Linked DNA regions of Arachis hypogaea: region 1 is linked to region 2. A link is a contact called in public Hi-C data. All regions are on one chromosome and are shown on one strand. Each heading gives the region's core, a stretch centred on a gene start, on an enhancer-like site or on the middle of the called end of the contact. The rest is flanking DNA. Distances are from core to core; before and after follow the strand shown. Region 1 holds the start of LOC112728060 (protein trichome birefringence-like 34). Region 2 has its middle 15 kb from the start of LOC112728058.

Evidence for each region. A called contact is a pair of places that touch in the nucleus more often than the background predicts.
Region 1: a contact with region 2 is called in a Hi-C map of leaf, with 4 times the contacts expected there. The contact joins the promoter of LOC112728060 here to the enhancer-like site in region 2. A contact is called at or near these places in 3 of 8 Hi-C or Micro-C datasets (leaf and an unstated tissue).

The regions. Positions count from the first base shown.
Region 1 is chr12:106,094,576-106,101,649 of arahy.Tifrunner.gnm2.J5K5, forward strand. It overlaps LOC112728060 (protein trichome birefringence-like 34), which reads left to right and starts at 1,600. Exons shown (of 5, transcript XM_025778040.3): 1 at 1,600-2,077; 2 at 3,132-3,309; 3 at 4,493-4,689; 4 at 6,164-6,322; 5 at 6,944-7,074. The coding sequence starts at 1,713.
Region 2 is chr12:106,030,623-106,037,180 of arahy.Tifrunner.gnm2.J5K5, forward strand. No RefSeq gene overlaps it. Among protein-coding and RNA genes, the nearest start is that of LOC112728058, 15 kb to the left of the region's middle. Within about 2 kb of position 3,714, at least 3 of the 3 cell types and tissues checked have open chromatin away from gene starts, as enhancers often do.

The sequences.
Region 1 (7,074 bases), core at 350-2,849, 62 kb after region 2:
CTCTTATTTAAAAGACGTGTTAAAAATATAACCATTTACATGTCTTTTCTTATCTCTTAAACGTTAAAAAAAAAGTGGTATCATAATAAATTGGCACATGTGATTTATATTTCGGTTAAGTGGTATATTGGTACATATGCATGTACTGTATGCTTTGGCTAATTTGAATATATTTACAAAATAATATTTTTATATTATAATCTAATTATGTATTATTACAATTATTGCATGTGTATTTTCTACTATTTAAAAGTCTGTTCAAATTCTTAAATATAATTGAATAATATAACGCTTAACATAATTGTATACTATTATATTGTGCATACTAACTAAATTCCTTAATTATTTTTCTTTTTATTATATATTTATCCTCAACCAAACACATAACCCAAAAAAAAAATAAAATAAACACTAGTATACTAAAAGAGTAAATTGCAAACGTAACTCTTACCAGAAACTCTTAAAAGTTGCAAATAAATCTACCTAGTATGTGGTTACCTTAGTATGTTAACCCACTAAAAAAGAAAATTTGATATATGAAGCATGCATATACACATGAGGGAATTAAGAAAGTGACACTACTTTGTTGGTTTCTCTTATCTCTTCCTCATTTGTGTTTTGAGGTAGAAAAGGACTAAAGATAGTGGAGAGGACAATAAGGGATTCGACCATTCTTCAAGCAATGTCATTGGTTGTGAAAACGTCAACAACATAACCTTAATATATATCATTTAATTGGTCCTTCCATCAAAACACTACTCCACATATCATATCATATCAAATCAAAGTTCCAAACAACATAATTACTATAGAATATATATTTTTTAAAAAATAGTGCTTCAAATAATTGCCATCATATTAAACCATATAAAATAAGGTAAGATATATATATAGTAAAGTTTAGTAGATGAAGCATAAAATATCTTTCTAAATGTATTGAGGGCAACCGGATTTTTTTTTCTTCTCTTAATATATAATATGGGTATTCTAAATAGTTTAATATTATCTCATAAAAAGGTTTAATTATCCTACTGGTCTTTATAGTTTCGTAAAAATTTTAATTAGGTTCCTATACTTTTTTTCTTTTAATTAAGTCCTTGCACCAATTTTTTTTTAATTGGATCCCTACACTTTTTTTTCCTTTTATTTAGGTTCCTGTACCAATTTTTTTTTAGTTGGGTCCCTATAAAATTAAGCCAATTACTACTAAGAGGGACTTAATTGAAAAAAAAATTGGTGTAAGGACCTAATTAAAAATTTTACGAAACTATAGGAACCAACCGAGTAATTAAACCTAAAATTAATTATTCTCTAAATTTAAATTTTAGGTAGAAAGCAAACAAATAATTATATATCTAACATTAATTTTTAATCTATATAAATTGGAGCTAAATTTTAATTAATTAACCTAAAAGTCAATGTTGAATATAGTACATTATTATCTGATTCTTATTGTAAAACACTATGAATTAAGAAATATCAAGTACAGTAAACTTCTAAATGCATCATTGTTCTCCACCTACCACTTTCAGTGGGACATGTTTGGCTATGGATGACAATAATCTTCTACCTCACTATCCATCATCAAGAAAGCTTCAAAATTAAAATTGAGGGAGAATTAGAAGTAGAACAATTGAATCATTATATTGCACCTTGCATTGCATTGCATCTTGAAAAAAAACAAAGAAAGGTGCAAGAAATTATTGTAATAAATGGCAAATAAGGCATCACAAGAAATAGTGTTAGGAAACACTACTACAAATGGAGGAATAAGAAGCACATTTCAATCACTTGTTTTAGTATTAACAACAATTGTAGTTGTCACTGCCGTTTATCTAACACAAGAAGGAGGAGAATGGTTTGAAGAGAGTAGTAGTAATACTATCTCATCAATTATTGAAGTATCAAAATGCAACATGTTTAATGGTAAGTGGGTTTTTGACAACATAACTCATCCATTATACAAAGAGAAGCAATGCACTTACATGTCAGATCAATTGGCTTGTGAGAAGTTTGGAAGGAAGGACCTTAGCTACCAGAATTGGAGGTGGCAGCCACACCAATGTCACATACCAAGGTCTTTAATTAATTTCCATCCCCTTAAGTATTACCTTATTATCACATTTTTTCTTTTAATTTTGGAAAATTATAATTTTATGTAACTACATGATATCTATTCTTTCAATTTTCAGGTTAGTTTGACTAATTTAGTACATTGAAAAATCATCAATACATGTCTAGATACACAATTGATTTGTGTTAAGAGACAAATTTTTGTTCAGATATTAGTACTATAGACCTATATTTTGACAAGACTATTGCTCAGAGACAACTAATTTTAATTCAGTGGTAATGTATTTTGGCTTTGGCGGCTATAATTGCCGTAAATAGATTTATCCTAATTAGATATTATTAATCGTTTTTTATTTTGTCGTTAAAAGCTAAAGCTTTAGTGACAATTATTAATTATCGGTAAAAACCTTTCTTAAGGTTAAAAAAATTCTATAACTTATCATTATAACATAGAATAATAATAATAAATATATAATTGTTACAAAAAATTAACTTAAAAAAATGGTCATAATATAATACTATTGTCACTAAAATTAGTTTTTCTTACCCTGTTTAAAGCATTCAAACTTCTCTAGACAATTATTGATACATTAATGGGTAAAACATAATTTTTTATCTTTAAAATTTGTTAAAAATATATCTAAGTTATATTTTATTTAATTTTTTAATTTTTTTTTATTTGCATCAAATATAATATTTTTGACGACTAATTTTTTAAAAAATTTAGGACCAATTCAGTAACAATATTCACAAAATATCCTTCAACACAAGCAAACCAAACATATTTGTCATGTATTATTACTAGATTAGTCCAAAATTTTTTAAAAATTTAGCTGTCAGGAATATATTTGATACGAATAAAAAATTTTTAGGATAAAACTAAAACAAAATAAAACTTATGAATATTTTTAAAATTTTTAACAAATTTCAAAAACAAACAATATATTTTACCATACATTAGTTTTTTTTTTTTAAATGTATTAATTTAGTCAATTTATATTATATTTTTTAGCTTAGTTGAATGTGGCCCATCTTTTTGTGTTATATAATTATTATAGGTTCAATGCCACAACAATGCTTGAAAGGCTAAGGAACAAGAGGCTTGTGTTTGTGGGGGATTCACTCAATAGAGGCCAATGGATTTCAATGGTTTGCCTTGTTGAGTCTTCAGTGCTCCCATCTCTTAAATCCATGCGCACCATTGCCAATGGCTCACTAAGTATTTTTAAGGCCATAGTAAGTAATCTTAGGCATTATAAGTATGTAGTAGAAGAATAGAGCTATATATAGTTGCTTCTATCATCGCATGAACATGGAACAATAAACAATAATAAAAAGGTTTAATTATTCTGTCGATTCTTATAATTACTAAATTTTTAATTAGATTCTTATATTTTTTTCGATTGAGTCTTTATATTATATTAAATTTTGTAATTAAGTTCTTGTGGTGACAAAAACGTTGAAATTATTGGAATATTTCATTAAACAAAATAAATATGTCTAATATTTGACTAAATATTCTATATAGTTTAATAGAATATTCCGTTAATTCTAACGTTTTTGTCACGATAGGGACTTAGTTATCAAATCTGATACGGTATAGAGACTCAATTAAAAAAAAAGTATAGAAACCTAATTAAAAATTTAATGAAACTATAGGGACCGATAAGATAATTAAAACTAATAAAAAATACTATGCAAAAGATATTTTTATAGCTAATATGATTATATGATTAAAAGAATTTTAATTTATGATATCTATTTTATGGCAAGTATAATGACTATATGGACTTGATATTCTTGAAATCCAAATTAATTTTTCTTCATTTCTAAAATTATACATTGATCAAATTTAAAATTTAGATATATAGTTTTATGTTTTGTGAAATATAATATTAAACACTTATAAATATAATATTGTCCTCTCCTAAAATTAAAGGAAATTAATATCAACCGATGAATAAATAAAAAAAAGTTTAATTTTTATGTACTGATAATATAAAATGTTTTACACATTCGTTAAATTACATTTGTTTTTTTAAATGACCACGTAATTAATATAAAAAATAGTTATTTTTATTAATAGAACGTTACATAATTGAATGTACGTATAAAATTATTTTACATTGTACTGACAATGCACTAAAATCAAATTCATAAAGAAAAATCACAATAAATTTTACTAAATATAAAAGAGCAAAGTCATTGTAATTTATCTTTAAAAAAACCCGTTACACTATTAAAGTAATTCTTTAATTTTCTCATGTTTCAAAACATGAGCAGAGAAACAAGTTCTGATTAGACACATGGATTTGATTATTAATTAGCCAACATTTGACAATTGCAAAAGAAAACAACTTATTATTATGTGACTAATAACAGTTTATGGATGTTAACTTTGACAAAATTGAAATAAAAGGAATACAATGCAAGCATAGAGTTCTATTGGGCCCCACTACTAGTAGAATCAAACTCAGATGATCCAATAAACCATAAAGTAGCAAATAGAATTGTGAGGGTCAAGAGCATTGAGAAGCATGCTAGGCATTGGACTGATGCAGACATTCTGGTCTTCAACACTTTCCTTTGGTGGAGAAGGCGTGCAATGAATGTTCTGTGAGTATACACACATCTTTTACCTAACCATCACTTTCTTAATTTCATCAACTAATTTAATTAACTGCTTTATTGCCTGTGTTATGTGATCATCAACAACTACTCCAATGTTAATTTCCAACCACCATTTGTATAATAATGATTGTGTTTTTGAAATGTTTTCTAAACATAGTAAGTACTAAGTAGTTGTATAGATATTATTATTCTTATTATTACTATTAATTGTCAAATGACCTATGTATTTAAATGTGTATGTATAAACATTGGGGGTATAAATATAATGTAGGGTGTAATTGTAGTTTATTCCTGGATTTGTGACATCTTTAAATTTTTTTTTGTTTCTCACAATATTTCTCAATCTGGTATACTAAGATTTAATCAGTTGTAAATCTAAGATGATTCAAATCTCCAACACTTGCTTAAGTAGACTAGTGAACTCATTACTAAACAAACTCAAGTTGATTATCTATTTTAAAATTTTAACAATAAACAAAGTATAGATCCATGAACTTTTTGAAAATGGGTAGACTGTTGTCTAAAATAAGTTCATTATACTTGAATTTTAGGTTATGTTCGATTAGCCCATAATTTTTTCGACTATTTTTTTTTCAATATGGAGGAAATTGGTGTGTAATATATAATTATTGAAAGGGTTGGTGTTTTTCTTTAGTATGAAGTTATTTTTTTTTAAAATTGTTATAGAATAAATCGGACGGTCATATTTGTTAAGAAGAGAGAAGAAAAATGAAATCCGATGCTCTAATTTGAGTGAAGTACACAAATTTGAGGGTCAGAATTGTATTTTAAATAACAAATCTGATGGTCCGATTTATGTCCTTCACATCTTAGTTAAACACACCATACTCCAATAATGTTGTAGAACACCACCTTCTCCCCAATATCAAAAATAAAAAGTGAATTTTTTCTTCATATGCAACTTCATCCCCAAAAAATGTATGGTATAAAGTAAATGCTTTTTTCATGCTCCATATAAATATCAGCCACACAATATTAGAAGGTAAGAAAGAAAAAGTAAAGAAAAATATTGAATTTTGTAGTTATAGATCTTTGTGAAGTATGATACTATTACTCCATTGATAGAACTACTTTTCCAAAAAGTTATATTGTTAGCATAATGGTCAATCAGAATATTTTAAACTTGGAAAGGAACCAAAGTACAAATACTAATTTAATTTCTAGTCACCCTTACAATGTCTGATTATAGAAGTGTTTATTTTTTGGTGGAAACTAATAAATTTCTCTTCATGTAAAAAGTTAATAGCTAAAAATTATTAGATAACAATTTAGTCAAAACATATCAAATTATCTAATAATTTTCAACAATCAACTTTACAAGAAAACAACTGCATATAAATTTCTACCTTATTTTATATGTGAAAATCCTGAAATACAAATAACATAGCTCTTTCCTCTTCTTTTTTCTTCATATGATTACAATATGTGAAATGAGTAGGTGGGGATCATTTGAAGATCCAGATGCAGTGTTCAAAAGGGTTGAAATGGTGAGAGTCTATGAAATGGCATTGAGGACTTGGTCAGATTGGTTGGAGGTCCATGTTAATCGTAGCAAGACACAGTTGTTTTTTGTTAGCATGTCACCCACTCACCAAAGGTGTAATTACAATCTGACTTCTCACCAACCTTAAAAGAATAATATAATTATGATATTTGCATATTTATCTATGGGTATTTATTTTCATATTAACTCCTCCCTTTTTATGCACTATGCCTTTTTGGGAGACAGAACCCATCTAAAACTATGATAACAAATTAAAGTTATTTGTTATGATGTTAAGTTTAATGATGAGTTTCCATATGAGATGTTTATGGTTTTAGAGATTCTTAGGGTGTGTTTGGTTTGCATTTTCATTTTCTGTTTTTAATGTTCTCTGTTTTCTGGATTTTGTGAAGGAAAAAGTGACAACAGAAAATAAGATTTTATTGTTTTGACTGTTTTCACTTTTTCCTTCACAAAATTCAAAAAACAAAAACCACTAAAAATGAAAACAGAAAATAAAAGTACAAACCAAATGCTCCCTTAGTTGCTCCAAAAATGCTGCCTATATTTGTACTCACAATCAATTAAGAAACTTTGTGTAGATACAAGTTTAATATACTATCTTAGCACATGCTTTAATACCGAATGTGCTCTAGATAAAATTTCATATTAAGCTTGTGTCAATGCCAAAACCTCTGTTTCCTATATTTGTAATACAAGTTAAGCAAATTGCAGGGCTCATGAATGGGGAGGAGTGAAGGGTGAAAACTGCTACAAAGAAACGGATTTGATTACACAAGAGAATTACTGGGGGAATGGTACTTTTCCATCAATGATGAGGGTGGTGGAAAATGTACTTCAAGATT
Region 2 (6,558 bases), core at 2,464-4,963:
TAACCAATAAAATAGCAACTAATTATTTTTGAGTCCAGTTTCTTTCATGCGCCCTATAAGGTTGCGCTTCAGCTAGACATCTCCAAATGTGTAAATACTTTATACTGGGTCTTTTCTAGTTCAAATTTCATAAGGAATTTTGTTAACTGCTTTGTTTAGCACCCTATTAAAGATGTACACTATGATATTTAAGGCTTTTCACCTTGTCTTTAAGAGTTCGGTTCCTTCGCTTTGCAACACCATTCACGTTGGCATGGTGTGTTACGGAACAATACCGCACTTCTCTAGAAAAAACGCAAAAGACCTGAGATGTTGCTCACCTGAACCGTCATATCTTTCATAGTATTTGCTACCATGATCAGATTTGACAGCTTTAATTTTCTTCCCAAGTTGAAGTTCAACTGCAACTTTAAAAGACTTGAAAACATTCAAGACTTGGGACTTTTCATAAATTAAATATAGTTACCCATAACGAGAGTAATCATCTATGAACGTAATAAAATACCGTTGTCCATTCCAAGAGACAATAAAAAATGAATCACATATACACTAAATTAATGACATATAATTAAATCTATACTCAATACAAAATATTACACCATTAATATGTTAATTGTGATTCTCGACGCGACAAAATCAAATTTAAACACCGATATTATTTATTTATTTCAAAATCACAATAGCGCCAGTGATTTTAACAAAGGATAATAATTATAATACATAAAAAAAATTATCAATATTTTGCCATGAATTAAGAAAACCGGTATATATACAGAAGACACAATGTCAAAAAATACAGTACGTACATTTACATAAAAAAATTTGAACAATCTCCAATATATATAAAGAATATGTGGATAATAATATAATCCATATACACATATATCGATTCAGCAAAATAAATACTAAAAAATAAGTATTTTCAATGATTCAAATGAGGATAGTTCTGATACTATTTATTAAAATAAATTATTTTATTAGTTTAGATCATCTATATTAAATTACTAAAAATATATATTATAGTGTGAAAGTGTACCTGTATTTATAAGAGTGATTGAAAGAATTTGGTTCTTTGATCTTTTTCAATCATAATTTTTTGTATCTCTAATAGGGTTGAATCACAACTCTTTAATGAAAAAAGAACTATAAAAACGACTTTAATGTGTTAGAAATCAAAATTCTTAAATCATTATTTATATTTAAATATGACACCTATTAAATTTTAAAATCTAAATAAAAATAATATCTAAAGCTTAAATAAAGATAATATCTGATTTTATTTTTATTTAATTTTAAATAAAAAATAATTATAACTTATTTAATTTAGTATTTATAATAATAAATAAAATTATTATTATATAAATTATTTAATTTAAAATAACATAATTTATAATTATAATTAATATATGTATTATTTATAAATAATTAAAAAATTAAATAATTTACTAACAAAAATTTCTTCATTCCATAGAACAACAATATATAAAATGGATTATTGCTTAACTAGAAGTACTATTATTTTTCACTCAAGTACTATATATATCCTAATAATAAGCTAATACAATGAATGCATCAAATCCATTCTGTGTTTCTGTGTGCGGAACATGAATCTTTTCCCACATGCTAATTTAGAAAGTTTTCAGTCCATTCAGGCATGTGGAAAATTATATATTGTACATTTGTACCTCCTCCGTCCAATGAAGGATTCTTTTGTAAATTTCAAATTATATTATATTATTCTTTTGATGATAACTCTACTTAGTTAAGTTGAATAAGATTATTAAATTCATGGGTTAGCTCGAATAACTCGCATATAAATGATGGATTAAACTAACAGAAACATGATGACTTGTATGTCTAGGAACAAATACAAGGATAACAGTTTTTGAAAAAAAAAAGAAAGAAAAACCTAAGTGAGCTGATCTATTTAACTCATCACCAATTTTAGTGAAGTGAGTCGAGTTGGTATTTTTTTTTGGTTCAACAGAAAAATAAGTTGACTCATATTTACTATTATAATCACAGTTTATTAGTGCTAGAAGTGAGTTGAACTGAGTTAAACCAGATTAAATTTAAGCTTGGTTCTCTACAGTTCGACTCATTAATAATTGAACTTATTTTTTAAATTTAAATTTGGCTCACCAAAAACTTACGAACTGACTCAAATAATAAGAACATAATCTATAATTATATATCAATAAATTATAACTTATATATTTTAAAAATTCTTTAAAAAGATTAATTTTATATATTGTTTATCTATCAATAAATTATAAAATTTTTATTTTTATCCTATATTAAAATTATATATAAAAAATAAATATAAAATTTTAAATAATTAATATCATTAATATATATATATATATATATATATATAATTGAGTTAACTCACGAGCTAATAAGCTGAATTTATCCAAATTTAAGTTCGACTCATTTAATTTATGAGTTCAATTTCAGACTCAAACTTGGCTCACTAGCTCGTGAGTTTAACTTATCGAGTTATTAACGAGTCGAGACTTGACTCACTTTCAGCCCTACTATTTATGATGAGAAAATCCAAGCCAAGTGAGACAAGTCACATATTATTTTTTTATGATAATAGATCTGGTGTTTTATCAGAAAATAGTGTATTTTGGTATTTTACGAGTGTGTAATGTAATATAGAAATCATACCTAGTAATTTTTTATTTAAATTAAAAAAAAAAAACAAAATTCTCACTTGGTGATTTTTTATTTAATTAAAAAAACAGAAAATAAATCTTACCCAATAATTTCTCATTTTAAATTAAAAAAAAAAGCAGAAATCACTCCCAACATTTTTTATTTTAAATTAAAAAACAGAACTTTCACACAACAATTTCTTGTTTTAATTTTTTTTAAAAAAGCAACAGCAATCTCATCTAATTTCTGATTTTAATTAAAAAAAAGGAAATCTTACCTAATGATTTCTGATTTTATAATTTACCCTAATATTTTGGTAAAATTCCCAAAAATTCAATATTTTTATATTTCACAAAAAAAAAAAACTCTCATTATAAAAATTCAAGTTTGATCTATTTTTATAACTTTATTTGAATTCCATAAAAACTCGAGTTTGATTCATATTATATTATTTATACATAAAAGTTTTTTTAGTGGGTATTTATAAATACATGAGTAAGCCCTTAAAAGAGTCTAACAGATTTTTTTTTTCGATAAGGAAAAAAAGTCTAAAAGATAACCAATAGAAAAAGAAAAAATGAATTAAAAAATTTACTAATATACCACTATTATTTTTTACTAATATTTATTTCACGAAAACAAATTAAGAATTAAAAAGTAAAAATTTAGGAATAGTAAATGTCTTATTTAAGGACAAAAATAAAACAATAGCACAATCTACAATTTGTAATAATTTTTTATTTTAATTTTTGTCCTTCAAATTCTTCCTTTTCAATCAATTCAATTGGGGTAGGGGTAGGGGCATGGAATCAGTCTTCTTAATTAATGGCCCAATTGGCAATCACGTTTATTTTGCTGAGGCAGTCAAGCTCAGGACTCAAGTTGGCTACAACGATAGGAAGAGAATCAGAACTTTATTTTTTATATTTTAGGAATTTTTTTTTTCTTAAAAAAAAAAAAGGAAGAATACAACTATAACAATAAATAGTTCCACCCAATTGGGATTTAAAAGCATGCAAGTGGGATATAACTTATAAAGCCAACAATTAATATTCACATTTTTATAATCTTACAATTGTATGGACATACACATATGACTTATCAAACCTCTGTGATATCTAGAAGCCACTACCTCATTTTCTTTGAGACTTATTATATTAAATACCAATAAGTCTTTTATACACTATATTGATATATTTCTTCTTGTTATAATAACTATATCTTTTACTTTTTATATTTATCATTAATTTAATATATTTGGATACAATTTAACTCCAAATATAGTAAATTTCAGTTAATTAAAAAAGGAAAAAAAATTGTCATACAAAGAGAATATATTATATCATTTTGAATCAACTTAAAAATACTCAAGTACTTAATTAATTTGTCCTCTTAAATGAGACAAATTAAATCCTTAAATAAACACGTATTAGTTTTTAATCTATCGAAAGTAAAAGTACCATGCAAAATTAAAAAATCTTGAATTTCGACGACCTTCTTTGACATTTTAACTCTTTCTCCCCTTTTTTTTCCTATCACTTTTAAATTATTCTAAATATCTACATAAACACCTCAATTTTAAGAATGCAAATAACATAATCATTCTAGTTAACTAAAACAAAAAGATGAGATAGCTATTATCCAGTATCCACAATATTTTTTGTGAAAGCACTTAAATTGAGAATTATTACAAAAAGAGGATATCTAACAAATAATTAATAATAAAAGTTGAATACGAAATTTTATATATCTCTCTCAAACGATAATATACATATTGATATGGTAAGATCCCAAATTTTTTTAAAATTAAATTATGAGTTATTTAAAATTTATGATATTTATTTATGATTTTATTTTTTTAAAATTATTTTATAAAAAAATAATTAAAACAAACTTATGAGATTTTGAATTTAAAATTAATCAGAACTCATAATTTTTATAATAATAGAGTATTTTCTTAATTATAATTTAAAGCTTTCGTAATTGAAAAGTAATGAGAATTTTATATGGTTTAATGTGAATATTGAGATTTTGAATTTTATGTTGAATATAGAAAAAAATTTATTTGATTATCTCTAATTTTAAATTAGAGTATTTATTTAAAAATAATTTGTAAGTTGATGAATAAATAGTATTTTTATAGATAATTATTGTTGGATTAAATTTGGTTTTCAATTATTACATTATCCCTACTTTTATTAAAAATACCTACTCTATACCCTAATTTCAATAAAATTCTCAAATCGAAACTCTAATTTCATTATTACACACTCGCACTCACACTCGTACTCCCACACCCTCTTATCGCCGCCACCCCCTCACTCTCATCTTCCACTCATGTGCACACACGCCGGGAAAGAAAAGAAGAAAAGGAAGAACCAAGTAAGAAGAAGAAGATGGAAGGGAGAAGAGGAAGGAGAGGAAGACGGCACCTGTGAGCGTCACTGCCACCGTCGCTGCCATCGTGTCGTCATTGGGAGAGTCAGAACGCGAGGAGAGAGAGACGAGCTCGCGAGGGAGAGAGAGGAAGCAGCATTGCCGCCGCCGGAGGGGACCTGGATGCTCTCGTCGCTGCTAGCTCCGTCGTCGTCGCTACCATTGGAGTTGCGTGAAGCCGTCGTCGCCGTCGCATGCAATGGAGAGAAAGGACGTCGCGACAGTGGTGGATGTGCTGGAATTGTTGCTGTCGCCGCCGCTGCTGGGGCCAGCCATCGTCGCCGAATTACCGCCGCCGTTCTGCTCGCCGGAGGTTGCTGCTGGAACTGCGGCTGGAGGACTGGAGGGGAAGGCTTGCCAGTTCTGCCTCTGTTTCTGGTTTCTGTGACTTTCACCAAAGCTCTATTGCCATTCAACTCGCTGGAAATCATCACCGGAGCTACCACTGCTCCGTTCTCTCACTTATTCTTAATTACAGTAAGTTGTTCTTATTCCGAACCCTTATAATCACTGTTCTATTATATATTATTGAGGATTTTTCGATGTTAATGTTTCAGAGTTGAGTTATTGTGAGTGTATGCTGCGTTTGTTGCTGTCGCAGCATTATGGCGAAACTTCTGTGGACGTTGCAACTACCACTGCTATGAACTAAAAGGAGTTTATCGCGTAGTTGAGTCGCGATTAAGGTAGGGACTTTTTCTTCAAACATATTTTATATCAATGAATTGTTATAAATTGATATTGATGTGAAAAATGCATTTCTGTAATTGTGCGAGTCTTATGAATTAATCTGAACGGTTTGGATATATGCGATTGATTAAATATTTAAATAGCACGTGGCTGTATTGTGCGACTAATTGATAATGTTGAATTGTCTGTAGTTATGAACTGTGATTAATTCAATGCTTGATTTAGAAGGCTGGAGAATTTGATTTCTTTAACTGATCATGTTGAGTTAGTTGTGTCGAATGATAAATTGAATTATGATGAGATGATTATTGAAAATATATTGTTTGGATAATTGTTGATATAAGAGTTGATGAACGATTAAAGGAAAGATTATGGTTAATGAAAGGTTAAGTAAGAAATTAAAGAAAGTTAAATAATTAACTGAGAATCTTTTGTTTGATATTATTGAGAACAGATTGATTTGTAGCTATGAATAGTGCTTGAATTGATATCGTTGTGGTTGTGGCTGTGATTATGATTGGTTTCTTGATGGTATTGACAATTGATGAGAATTATAATTTTGCTGATTATGTTGAATGGCATGTTGAGAAGGATTGAGAAATGTTGGGTTGGATGGAACCCTCAAAGGGTGACAAAGTTCGAGTTTTAGAGGAGATGCTGTCAAAATTTTTATAAGTATTTGAGTGAAATTAAATAATAAGAATAATGGAAATTTGTGCTATTTACATAAAAACTAAAGGCTTTATTTTGAAATTTTGTTTAGTTAATTTC